Linked DNA regions of Mus musculus: regions 2 and 3 are each linked to region 1. A link is a contact called in public HiChIP or PLAC-seq and promoter capture Hi-C data. All regions are on one chromosome and are shown on one strand. Each heading gives the region's core, a stretch centred on a gene start, on an enhancer-like site or on the middle of the called end of the contact. The rest is flanking DNA. Distances are from core to core; before and after follow the strand shown.

Evidence for each region. Promoter capture Hi-C pulls out the DNA fragments that hold promoters and counts their contacts. HiChIP or PLAC-seq counts read pairs in DNA pulled down with a chosen protein or histone mark.
Region 2: a promoter capture Hi-C map of liver shows a contact between it and region 1, with 3 times the contacts expected there. The contact joins the promoter of Pdf here to the promoter of Wwp2 in region 1. A contact is called at or near these places in 23 of 39 promoter capture datasets (the 3T3-L1 cell line, 3T3-L1-derived adipocytes, the C10 cell line and 14 more), 1 of 15 datasets of contacts at CTCF or cohesin (embryonic stem cells), 5 of 484 Hi-C or Micro-C datasets (CD4 T cells, Th17 cells, embryonic stem cells and 2 more), 20 of 115 datasets of contacts at active chromatin or transcription factors (the 230-238 cell line, the NIH/3T3 cell line, astrocytes and 11 more) and 5 of 9 other capture datasets (adipose tissue, embryonic stem cells, liver and 2 more).
Region 3: a contact with region 1 is called in an H3K4me3 HiChIP or PLAC-seq map of embryonic stem cells, with 24 read pairs. The contact joins the enhancer-like site here to the promoter of Wwp2 in region 1. A contact is called at or near these places in 7 of 39 promoter capture datasets (the C10 cell line, cranial neural crest, frontonasal cranial neural crest and 4 more), 3 of 484 Hi-C or Micro-C datasets (CD4 T cells, germline stem cells and neutrophils), 9 of 115 datasets of contacts at active chromatin or transcription factors (bone marrow-derived macrophages, embryonic limb bud, embryonic midbrain and 4 more) and 2 of 9 other capture datasets (adipose tissue and liver).

What each region holds. Positions count from the first base shown.
Region 1 is chr8:107,434,811-107,438,513 of GRCm38.p6, reverse strand. Wwp2 (WW domain containing E3 ubiquitin protein ligase 2) reads right to left here and starts at 2,144. Exons shown (of 24, transcript NM_025830.4): 1 at 2,073-2,144.
Region 2 is chr8:107,046,963-107,050,665 of GRCm38.p6, reverse strand. It overlaps Pdf (peptide deformylase (mitochondrial)), which reads left to right and starts at 2,052. Exons shown (of 2, transcript NM_026513.2): 1 at 2,052-2,605; 2 at 3,395-3,703. The coding sequence starts at 2,068. The coding sequence ends at 3,552. It overlaps Cog8 (component of oligomeric golgi complex 8), which reads left to right. Exons shown (of 5, transcript NM_139229.4): 4 at 356-524; 5 at 1,536-1,957. The coding sequence ends at 1,858.
Region 3 is chr8:107,138,081-107,141,783 of GRCm38.p6, reverse strand. No RefSeq gene overlaps it. Among named protein-coding and RNA genes, the nearest start is that of Cyb5b, 11 kb to the left of the region's middle. Within about 2 kb of position 1,838, at least 158 of the 459 cell types and tissues checked have an H3K27ac peak or open chromatin away from gene starts, as enhancers often do. A contact at or near this core is called in adipose tissue, bone marrow-derived macrophages, embryonic stem cells and 5 more, where this site is marked.

The DNA of each region.
Region 1 (3,703 bases), core at 895-3,394:
AATAAAAATAAATGAGAATCTGGTATCAGTTCTTTGCAGATGGGGATGTAGTCACTAAATGAAAGACTAAGATAGACCTGGTGGTATTGGCCTCAAATCCTAACTACTGTTGTGTTGGAGGCAGAAGGATCACAAGTTCAAGGCCTGCCTGAGCTACAGGAGTTTGAGGCCACCCCAGGCAACTTACTGAGAGCCTGTCTCAAAAGGAAAAAAATAAAATAAAAAATTACAAAAAGAAGGGAAGTGGGAAGGTGCAATGTTCAACAACAACAAAAAATTAAGAGACTGACAAGCCAACTGAAGCCTTCTCCTCATGGTTCTGGCTTTCCATAGACCAGTAACACTAAACAGAGAAAGGGACGGGAAACTTATGCTCTAACCCCTTGTTCTCCACATACACCGAGCAGTGTGACCTTTAAAAACTCATTTACTTCTCAAACACTGACCAAGTACTCCTAACATACCAGGCCTGGGGCTAGTAGCCAAAGAAGTCAGGTAAAATAAGATCACTGCCCTTGAATGATTTACAGTCCTAGCAGGAAGACAGTAAACAAGGAAGAAAAACAAAATGAGGATGTCAGGCAGGCTGAGACTAAAGAGATGCAGGCGAAAGCACTCACTGCTCTTCCACGGGACCAAAGGTCAGTTCCCAGCATGCAAATCCAGAGGCTCACAACCACCTGTATCTCTAGCTCCAAAGGACCCAATGCTCTGTCTGTCCTTGGTGGGCACATACACACAGGAACATACACACAAATAAAAATACATCTTTTATTTTAAGTCAATTCTCTTAGCTTGTTATCTATAAAGTGTGAATGACTTCTCGAGACTGCTACAAAAATTAACTTTTAAATGCTTATAATATACCCCCCAAGTCTTCAACTCCTAATATATTAATGCAAAGTGCTTTTTCCCCCCTAGCGACCTGTGATTCTGGCTCCTGTCAATGTCCCATTTGAACCCTGACCTTCGTTGCATTCATAAACTTTGCTTCACTTCTGCAAACCTTAGCAAAAGTGAAGGGAAAAGAGGGTGGCCTGTTTGTTTATTTAGGCTGGCTTGGAACTTGGAGCCATCTTCAGGCCTAGGCCTAGAGGATGAAGAATCTTAAGATGGGTATTTTTAACCTCAAAAACTACGATCTAGGTCACAGTTCTAAGGAACACAAGAGAAACTTCTCAGTCACCCCACCTAGTCACAGCTGGTCAAGATAAGCAGTCACATGGTAAAGGAAGCTGCATAATTTAAGCTTGAGAGGTCTCAAATCGGTATGGGCAGACTTTCAACTGTCCATGACTTCAGCAGTCAATGCGTTGCTGAGGTAACGCCGGCCCAGGTCGCCAACAACAGTGTAGGTTAAAAGTCTTGTTATGATCACAGCAAAGCACCTACACGTCTTTTTTTTTTTTTTTTTTTTTTTTTTTTTGGTGGCCTCCAAGATGACCCGATCCGGGAGCATCTCAAAGAAAGACGATCTGATGGGCAAGGTTCCCAACAAGTGGAAACCCTACCCAAACAGGGCAAAGTGGGTGTGACCAGAGTCAGACGATCAAGACTCAGGGATCCCTCCTGAAGTTTAAAGAACTGAACAGAACCGGTATCAAAGTCCCGGATCGCCATCCTTTTTAAAGAGGACGGAAGGAAAAAAGACTCTTGGAATGGGGTCCAGGCCGCATCGTCCAGATTTTTTTCTCCCTGTCCCTACAAGCCAGACGCCCACTCCCAGGCAGCCCCTTCCAGGGAGCAAATGAGTCTTCCCCGGCTGAGGTCGGGCCCCCTTCCCAGACAGACACGGCTCCTCCGCACCGCAGGCACCCGGGGCTGGGGGTCTCCTTCCGGAAGCGCCACCAGCGGGCGACTCCCGCCGGGCCCCGCGCCCACCCCGCCCGGGCGCGAGCCGGGACATCCCTCCTCGGAGGCCGGAACCGCGCGCCAGGCCCCTCCCACAGGAAGCCGCCGCCCCCCGGCGCCCGCCCCGCGCCGCCCCCGGCCCCTCGCGCCGCCCGCCGCCCCCTGGCTGCCCCGCGCCGCCCGCTCGCTGCCGAGCCCCCCAGTGCCCCCGCGCCACCTACCTGCCGCGGCCACACCAGCGGCGCCTAACTCCGCTCCACTTCCGCCTTCCAGCGCCCGCACTCGGGCCGGGTCACGTGGGCGTGCGCGGTCACCTGACCCGGAAGAGGCTGGCCGGGGCGCGCAGGTGCGGACCACCTAGGACCCGGGCGGCGAGCGTTTGACCCGCTCAGGGCCGGGATTGCAAGGATCACCCGGGCTGTGCCCGAGCAAACGTATAAAATAAGGGCTCACCGGGCCCCGGGGTCTTTATGTATGCCTTTGGAAGCAAGTACAGTTGTTTTCCCGCCATGGTACAGGTGGGAGAAGACCATCCGATCAGTTAAGTCAAGTCTTGAAGGAGTTGCTGGATAAAAAACAGTACGCTCCCCCCCTCCAAACTTGAGTGTCAGATAAACCGTGTAACTCTAAGCATGTCCCCAAATTTGCAAAGGATGTTTTGGTACCACAGATGTATACTGATCAAACTTGAGCATCCCATGTAATGTCGTTAGCTTGTGCCAACTCTGTAAGGCCTTGTTCTCAGTTCTAGAAGTATAAATGCCCTGGCCTTTGTAAGGCATCTGTTGTTCCAAGAAGCAAAACTGGAAAGAGGGACGGGAGTGGAGCATGGGACATGACACACGACAACCTGACACCCTTTCAAAACTTCCGGAGTCCCTACGTGTCTTCCCCATGGGGAACCAACTCCCATCCCCCCCCCCCCGCTCCCCTCCCCTACGGAGTAAACTGAACATTATGAATTAACAAACAGGGAATCTATGTAAGTAACCCTGGCTGACCTGGAACCCAGCGCTGTCCTTGGCCACCTGATTCCTGGCATTGTAGACATACCTCACCGTAGCCTGGACAACAGAAACTTTCTGGGTTTTGCAAGATTGACAGTTGAACGTGACTAGTCCAGGGCGTCCCAACTGACCTATGTTCCCAGCCATTTTGCTTCCTTTCTGGTTTTTATTTGGAACAGGGTCTTATTTTAAATGCTCCAACTGGCCAAGAACTTTTAATTCCATTGCCTTAGCTTCTGAGTAGTTAGGATTACCAGTTTATACCATTGGGGTGGAGGGTTAGGGGTGAGAGAGGAGACAGGTGGGGCAAGATTTTATGTAACCTAGGCTGGCATCCACCACCGAGTTAATTGTTCTGATTACCTGGATTTTTGTTGGGTTTTTGTTAACTGAAATATTACATTTTCATTTGTATTTTATTACATAGATGTTTCTCTTGAAGTGTATCTGTGTACCACCTGTGTGTCCGGTGTCTTTGCTGTGGGGTATCTACCAAGAGAAAGTCTTTATTAGCCACCCTGTGACTACACTGGGTGTTCAGGATCCCTGTGTAGTATCAAGCCTTTCTCGGGGCGAGGTTTTAAGCGCAAAATTCGCGTCCTGGGTCGACATGCTCCAGTTAGCAGAAACAGCAACAGAACTACAGAAGCCAAAAGGCGAGATGAATGCATCTAGAGACTTTCCCAGAACTGGGGACTTTGGTGGATTATGTCTCTGTTTTCTTTCTTTCTCTCTTTCTTTCTTTAAGATTTTATTTATTTATTATTATAAGTACACTGTAGCTGTCTTCAGACACACCAGAAGAGGGCGCCAGATTCCATTATGGGTGGTTGTGAGCCACCATG
Region 2 (3,703 bases), core at 803-3,302, 390 kb after region 1:
GTCAAATCACACAATTGTGTCTACTGACCACAGTGCTGAATTTCAACAAGATAGCAATGAAATGCATTGTTTGAAATGAATTTTCTTTTTCCTTTTTCTTTTACCTTTTTTTTGTTTTTCAAGACAGGATTTGTGTGTCTTGGTTGTATCCCCAGTTGTCCTGGAACTTGGACTATAGACCAGGCTGGCCTGGAGCTCACAAAGCTCTGCCTGTCTCTGCCCCTAAGCACTGGGCTTAAAGGAGCCCCTGCCACCCCTGTTGTGAATGAACTTTCTCTATGCTGCAAGTTTGTGCTTGTCCACATAGTCAGCAGCGTAGACTGCCTCTGTGGTTGATTTTGACATTGTCCTGTAGGTAACCAAAACAATTCTGGCATTCCATCGAGCCGAAGAGGCTGTGTTCAGCAGTGGGGAGCATGAGATCTTTGTCCAGTTCTGCACTGCCTTCCTGGAAGACCTTGTTCCTTATTTGAACCGCTGTCTTCAAGTCCTTTTCCCACCAGCTCAGATAGCCCAGACTTTAGGTAAGAAAAAGGAAAGTTGTGTTTTTTTTTTTGTTTTTTTTTTGAGACAGGGTTTCTCTGTGTAGCCCTGGCTGTCCTGGAACTCACTTTGTAGACCAGGCTGGCCTTGAACTCAGAAATCTGCCTGCCTCTGCCTCCCAAGAGCTAGGATAAAAGGAAAGATTTTTTAAAAAATTTGTTTGTTTGTTTGGTTGGTTTTTTGATATGGGATTTCTCTTCAGGGGTTCCTCTGTGAAACTCTGGCTGTCCTGGAACTCTGTAAATCTCCTGAGTGCTGGGATTAAAGGTGTTCTTCACCACAGCCTGGCTTTTATCATTGTTGTTTTCGTTTTGTCTTTTTAAAGATTTTATGTGAGTGCTCTATCTGAATGCACACCTGCGTGTATGTCAGAAGAGGGCGTCAGATCCCATTACAGATGGTTGTGAGCCACGTTGTTGGGGATTGAACTCAGGACCTCTGGAAGAGTACTTAACCACTGAGCCATGTCTGTAGCCCTTGTTTTTGGTTTGACACTAGACAGGATCTCAGTATATAGCACTGGCTACCCTGGAACTAACTTGGTATACCCAACTGGCCTTGAACTCAGAGATCCTCCTGCCTCTGCCTCCCAAATAGCTGGGATCTGTGCCTGGACTCCAGTATTTACTGAGTGTCTCCTGGCTCAGGCTCCATCCACCCTTACAATGGGGCTCCAATATAACTAACTGTCCTTTTGTATTACAGAGATGCCCTTAGCCTGGCACAACTTTAATACCAGCATTTGGGAGGCAGAGGCAGGACGATCTCTGTGAGATAAGAGACCAGCCTGGTCTATAGAGTTCCAGCATAGCCAGGTCTCAAAAAAACAAAAAACCCAAAAAGATGTTCTTGTTGTATTGAAATATGTAATTGTGTTAAATCTTTTCTCTGAGTGTCCCCTCCCCTGCCCCACACCATCCCTGAGATCTCTGCATTGAATTTAATAACTTTTTTTTTCTTTTTCATTTCTTTTTCCCTACCATCTGGGTCAGGCATTTCACCCACCCAGCTCTCTAAGCACGGAAACCTTGGACACGTGAACATCAGCGCCATCCAGGAACCTCTCGCCTTTATTTTGCCTAAGAGAGAAACAGTTTTCTGTTTAGATGAGCAGGAGCTGGGGCCGGACCTCGTGGCCCCAGCTCCAGAGCTCCCTGCGGAGCAGCGGAGCATGGAGCCTGTAACAGAGAAGAGGGAACCAGGGGAGCCGCTGCCTCAGGAGCCCATGGAGGGGGAGCCGCTGCCAGCCGAGCCACCGAGTGAGGGAGGAGCCATAGGCAGTGTCCCCTGCCCGCAGCCTGGGGAGCAGCCCTGAGGGTACGCGCTTCTGCAGCGGGAAGGTGTGTGCAGTTGCTTTGCCCAGGATAGCGCGGGCCCTGTGGTATTTGCAGCTTTAATAAAACCGACAACTGTCGCCACTCGCCTGCTGTTCCCGACGATGGGCGTCCGGAAGTTACACGGGAACTACGCTTCCCGGCGTCTTTGGCGCTAGCGGAAGGAAGGGCCGCGGCGTCTCCCCGCGCCATGTTGCTGCTGGGCAGGCTGCCGCGGCCGGCGTGGGTTCCGGGGAGCCGGGCGCAGAGGTGCAGCTCCTTGGCCGCCTTGGAGGGCCCGGCGCGCACGCGCTCCTACTGGCGGTACCTCAGGCGCCTTGTATGTGGCGCGCCGCAGCCGCCATACGCGCACGTGTGCCAGGTCGGGGACCCGGTGCTGCGCGTCGTGGCGGCCCCGGTGGAACCCGAGCAGCTAGCGGGGCCGGAGCTGCAGCGGCTGGTGGGGCGGATGGTGCAGGTAATGCGACGGCGTGGCTGTGTGGGCCTTAGTGCGCCGCAGCTCGGGGTGCCGCTGCAAGTGTTGGCGCTCGAGTTCCCGGACAAGCTCCTCCGAGCCTTCTCACCGCGCCTGCGCGAACTGCGTCAGATGGAACCCTTCCCACTTCGGGTGCTGGTGAACCCCAGTCTGAGAGTGTTGGACAGCCGCTTGGTCACCTTCCCCGAGGGCTGCGAGAGTGTCGCCGGCTTTCTGGCGTGTGTGCCTCGCTTCCAAGCCGTGCAGATCTCAGGTGCAGGGGACGTGGGCAGCGGGGTGGTCTTGCTCTCTCTGGCTAGAGACAGTGCAGACACAGCGGCACTCGGGAGCCAACTGAACTCCTGAAGAGCAGGTCAGGCCCGCCTAGATGGGTTGCAGGGTGATTCCTTAGATATGGAGCCTGTCTTTCCCCTTTCTCATGAGTAGGTATATAGATTCCCATGTAAGTGTGTCTGTATTGCACACACGATTTTCCCAGTTTATCGTGGTGGGGCTTGTGTAAGAAAGTGGGACCCAGATTTACCCAGACTAGGGCAACAAACCATTCCATGCTTCACATTCACATTGTTTTATGTAATATGGTTATTTGCTACAGTGCCAAGCTGAAATACCTTTCTTTTGGGGGGGGGGGGTCGAGACAGGGTTTCTCTGTATAGCCCTGGCTGTCCTGGAACTCACTTTGTAGACCTCGAACTCAGAAATCCGCCTGCCTCTACCTCCTGAGTGCTGGGATTAAAAGGTGTGTGCCACCATGCCTGGCATGAAATACCTTTGATAAACAGCCCTTGAAAAGAGTTTTGATTTCTTATCCTTGCCCTGTAGTAGTGCTGGGAATCACGCTGAGTAAAAAGTCGGCACTGGACAAAATTGGGGTACCCTTTCTAGGAGGGATAAGAGCTGTTATCCACATTCACTCTTGGATGCTGCCTCTGTAGATAGGATATAAATAGGCATGGCCAGGGCAGGAAACAAAGTAGGGACAGGAGGTTGGGCATGAGTTCAGCAAAGCCTCACCTCATCGAGCCTGTAACTTCCTTTGCAGGACTGGACCCAAAAGGAGAGCCAGTGGTGTGGTCGGCAAGTGGTTGGACAGCTCGAATCATCCAGCATGAGATGGATCACTTGCAGGGCTGCTTGTTCATCGACAAAATGGACAGTGGGACATTTACCAATCTCCACTGGATGGAGGTGAATGACTAACACTCTCCTTGAATTGAGGATCTGGAAATCCAGCATGCAGACTAAGATGGTCACATCTGTGCTTCAGCTTGGAATTGGTTCCAGTCCGACAGTAGACAGTGTGTGCTGGTCTGAGATGAAGATGATAGAAATGCTTGCCCTGAAATCAGAT
Region 3 (3,703 bases), core at 589-3,088, 300 kb after region 1:
ACTCACAAATGCTACTAAAGAAAAAAATCAATAACAAGGGAATTCTATTGATTTAAGTTGAACTTTGACCTTAGATATTCTTAATAACCCTTAATTATTATACATATGTCCTGTGGTCTTATCTTTTACATACCTCATGTAATTTAGGACTTTGGTTCCTTGTTCAAGCTTCCTTAACTTTTTTTTTCTATTCTGGAAACACCCAGCCACCTTAGCTTTGGACAAAGTCTCATACAGAACTCCTCCTTTATTAAAAACATCTCTTTTAAGGATTTTTTTATTAACATGGATGTGTGAGGATGTGAACATGTGTGTGGGTGTCACTGGAGACCAGATGAAGGTGTCAGAGCCCCTCAAACCAGAGTCACAAGCGGTTGTGAGCCACCCAGCATAGGTGCTGGGACCCAACCTCAGGTCCTGAGTAAGCTCATTCAGCCACTGAGCCATCTCTCTATCTCCCACTAAAGATGCTTTCATTCCTATAGCCTTCTAACTGTCTCTTTTCTTCCTTGCTTTTCCTTGTCCTTTATTTTATTTTTAATATTATGAGACATAGTAGCATTTACATTTACCAACAGTTACATTTACCAACCTCCTTGGGAACTTACTGTTGAGCCTAATGACATCAGACTGGGCTCAGAACACTCAGCAAAGGCAGACAAAACAAACAAACAAACAAACAAACAAACAAACAAAGCCCACGTAGCCAGAAGGGAGCGTCAAGGTGGGGAGAAGAACGTTCTATCTCAGCCAGAGAAAGGCAGGTCACAGGGAAGAGGAAGAAGAACTGTGTAAGCAGCAGGAACACCAACCACTGGGGAGGAAATGTTTAGTAAAGCAAATGGGTCTGGAAAAAGAGAGAGAATGTAGACATGTCTTTGTGCCCAAACTCACAGCTGAGATCCTAGCATCTTAGGAAATCAGTGGATCGAGACAAGAGAGTAAGTTCCAAGCCCGGAGGAACACCCAACCCAGTTCTGAAATCACAGCACAGGGAACAGGGTTCTCCGAAAACGAAGGGCTTTATCAGGGGGAAGGGAGGAGGAACAGAGTTCCAAACTAGAAGCCACAAAAGAGGGGACAGAACCCTGGGTGGAGGGTAGGCTAACCAACATCTGGTCCAGTTTGAGACCTGTGCCAGGAGAGGGAGGGGCCCCCAACCCCCACCCCCATCCCCGACACACTATTAATGATATTCTACTACACTTGTAGACAGGCGCCTAGCATAACCGTCATCAGAGAGACTTCGCCCAGCAATGGATAGAAACTGATGCAGAGATGCACAGCCAAACATTGAGCGGGGCTTGGGGAATCCTATGGAAGGGGTGGTGGGGATTGAAGGAGCCAGAGGGGTCCAGGGCTCTAGGAGAAAACCTACAGAATCAACTAACCTGAGCCCATAGAGACTGAACTGCCAACCAGGGAGCATGCGTGGAATGGACCCAGACCTTCTACCTGTATGTAACGGTTGTGACGCTGGTTCTTCGTGTGGGACTCCTAAAGTGTGAGGAGCAGCTGTCTCTGACTACTTCGTCTACCTTTGGATCCCTTTCCCTCCAACTGGGCGGCTTTGTCTAGCCTCAATAGAAAAAGATGTGCCTAGTCTTCCTTCAACTTGATATGCCTCCCCTTTTGTGAGGAGAAAGGAGGAGGGCAGGAGGGGGGAGGGGGAGGGGAGGGGGGGTGAGAGGGAGTAACTTAATGAAGGAAGAGGGAGGGGGAAGAGAGAGAGAGAACAGAGAGAAAGGAGAGAGAGCCCCATCTGTAGAACAAAGCCCAAGGCTGTTGGCAGAAGGCTGCAATAGAGTCCTTGAGGGCGGGCAAAGGCTGTAAGGGCTATGACTCAGCAGTTCTAAGCCTCTCGAGTATAAATAGAAGAGTCAACGCTGGGGCAAGCCAAAGAGGAGCAGGGACCTACAAAGTCTGAGGATTTTATGATAGAGAAGGTGGTGTCTGAAAGCAAAGACAGGCAAGCCCTCACCGGGTGCCACAGATTTCCTTACGGACGATCCTTCTAAGTTGTTTCTGAGTTTTGATCATAAGAGTATTAAATCTCATAAACAGGAAGGCGATTGGTTGGCTATTTAAAAGACTAAGCTAGTCCAAGATAACTCTGGGTTTGGACCTGCAACATTTTAGCTCTCTATGCTCACTGCTGAAGTTCCCACAACACAGTCGCTATTGAAGTTCTAACACAGTCATAGCATAGAAGCATTACATTGATATCAAAATTATCAAAGACATTGGATGTTTTTAGGAGCAAAGAGCAAGGCCATGGTGGCACACACGGTGCCCTAGCTCTCAGGAGGCAGAGAGAGGCAGGCCGATCTTTGAGTTCAAGTCCAGCATGGTCTACAGAGTGAATTCCAGGACAACCGGGGATGCACAGAGAAACCCTGGGGAGAGAGGGATGGGGAGAAGAGGGAGAGAGAGAGAGAGAGAGAGAGAGAGAGAGAGAGAGAGAGAGAGAGAGAAGAAGGAGGAGGGGAGGGGGAGGGGAGGGGGGAGGGGAGGGGAGAGCAGAAAAAAGAAATATAAAAGTGGGCCTCCAGTGGCACTGCACAACTCTGAGAATTCAAGGCCAGCCTGGTCTATACAGTGAGTTCCATTGAAGTTAGGGTAACATAGTGAGACCCTGTCTCACTACAAAAAAATATCAAAGAAAAGAAATATAAAAGTACAATTTTTCTTTTGAGGCTGAAGGGTTTTTGGTTTTAGTTTTTCATTAATGAAATCACCTGATTGTCTTTACTTTTTAGAAGCTTACATGAAATGTGTTAGTGATAGATATTAATTTAATTATTGGTCTAAAGTACTAGGGATCACAGACATGATAAAATGTTTTAGAATGGACAAATTTTAAGTAGCTCTAACTTTTTTGTCCACTAAAATACGGTCCATGATGACTGTGTAGTTTTACAGGAATGTCCCAAGTATGAATAAATATTTGTAACAAGATTTTTAAACATTTGTATCTTATTTTGACTATTCAGACAGTTGCTAGCAAGCGAAGGTATTATCCAACAGGGAAGCACAGCGGAGAGCATTCGGGGAAATGTAATCACAGGCTTGAAATGTCTTATTTAGTAGAAGGAGAAAAATCAAGAGCTTTGTCTTTATAAACACGAAGTGCGAATCAATACTTGAGGAAACCTTATTTGGAGGGCAGGAGAGATGGCTCAGTGGTTAAGAACACTGACTGTTCTTCCAGAGGCCCCAGGTTCAATTCCCAGCACCCACATGGCAGTTTACAACCGTCTGTAACTCCCATTCCAGGGGACCTGATACCCTCACACAGACACACGGAGGAAAAACACCAGTGCATAAAAAAATAAATAAATCATAAGAGAGCTTTATTATTGTACATAGAGAACCAGGCATCATTTTTTTCTGTTTATAGCAGAATGTTGATCTTAGGAATTGTAATTAAGTTAATTCCAAAGCCAGAAAAAAGAAGAAGAAAAGAAAAAGGAAAGAAAAATTGAAAGCCATACAGTGAAGTCTCTTTGTCACCTTTTACCCAGTTTCCCTTTCCACTCACCCGGTCCAGACTGTCATACATGGGCTCTGTGTTTCTTTCCTAAGCTTCTTAATGCAATGAAAGTAAATACAAGAATGCTTACTTTAGGACCTTTAGTTAGGAAAGACAGTGAACATTGCACAGTCTGGATGGTGTTTTTGGTTTTGTTTGTTTTTTTTTTTT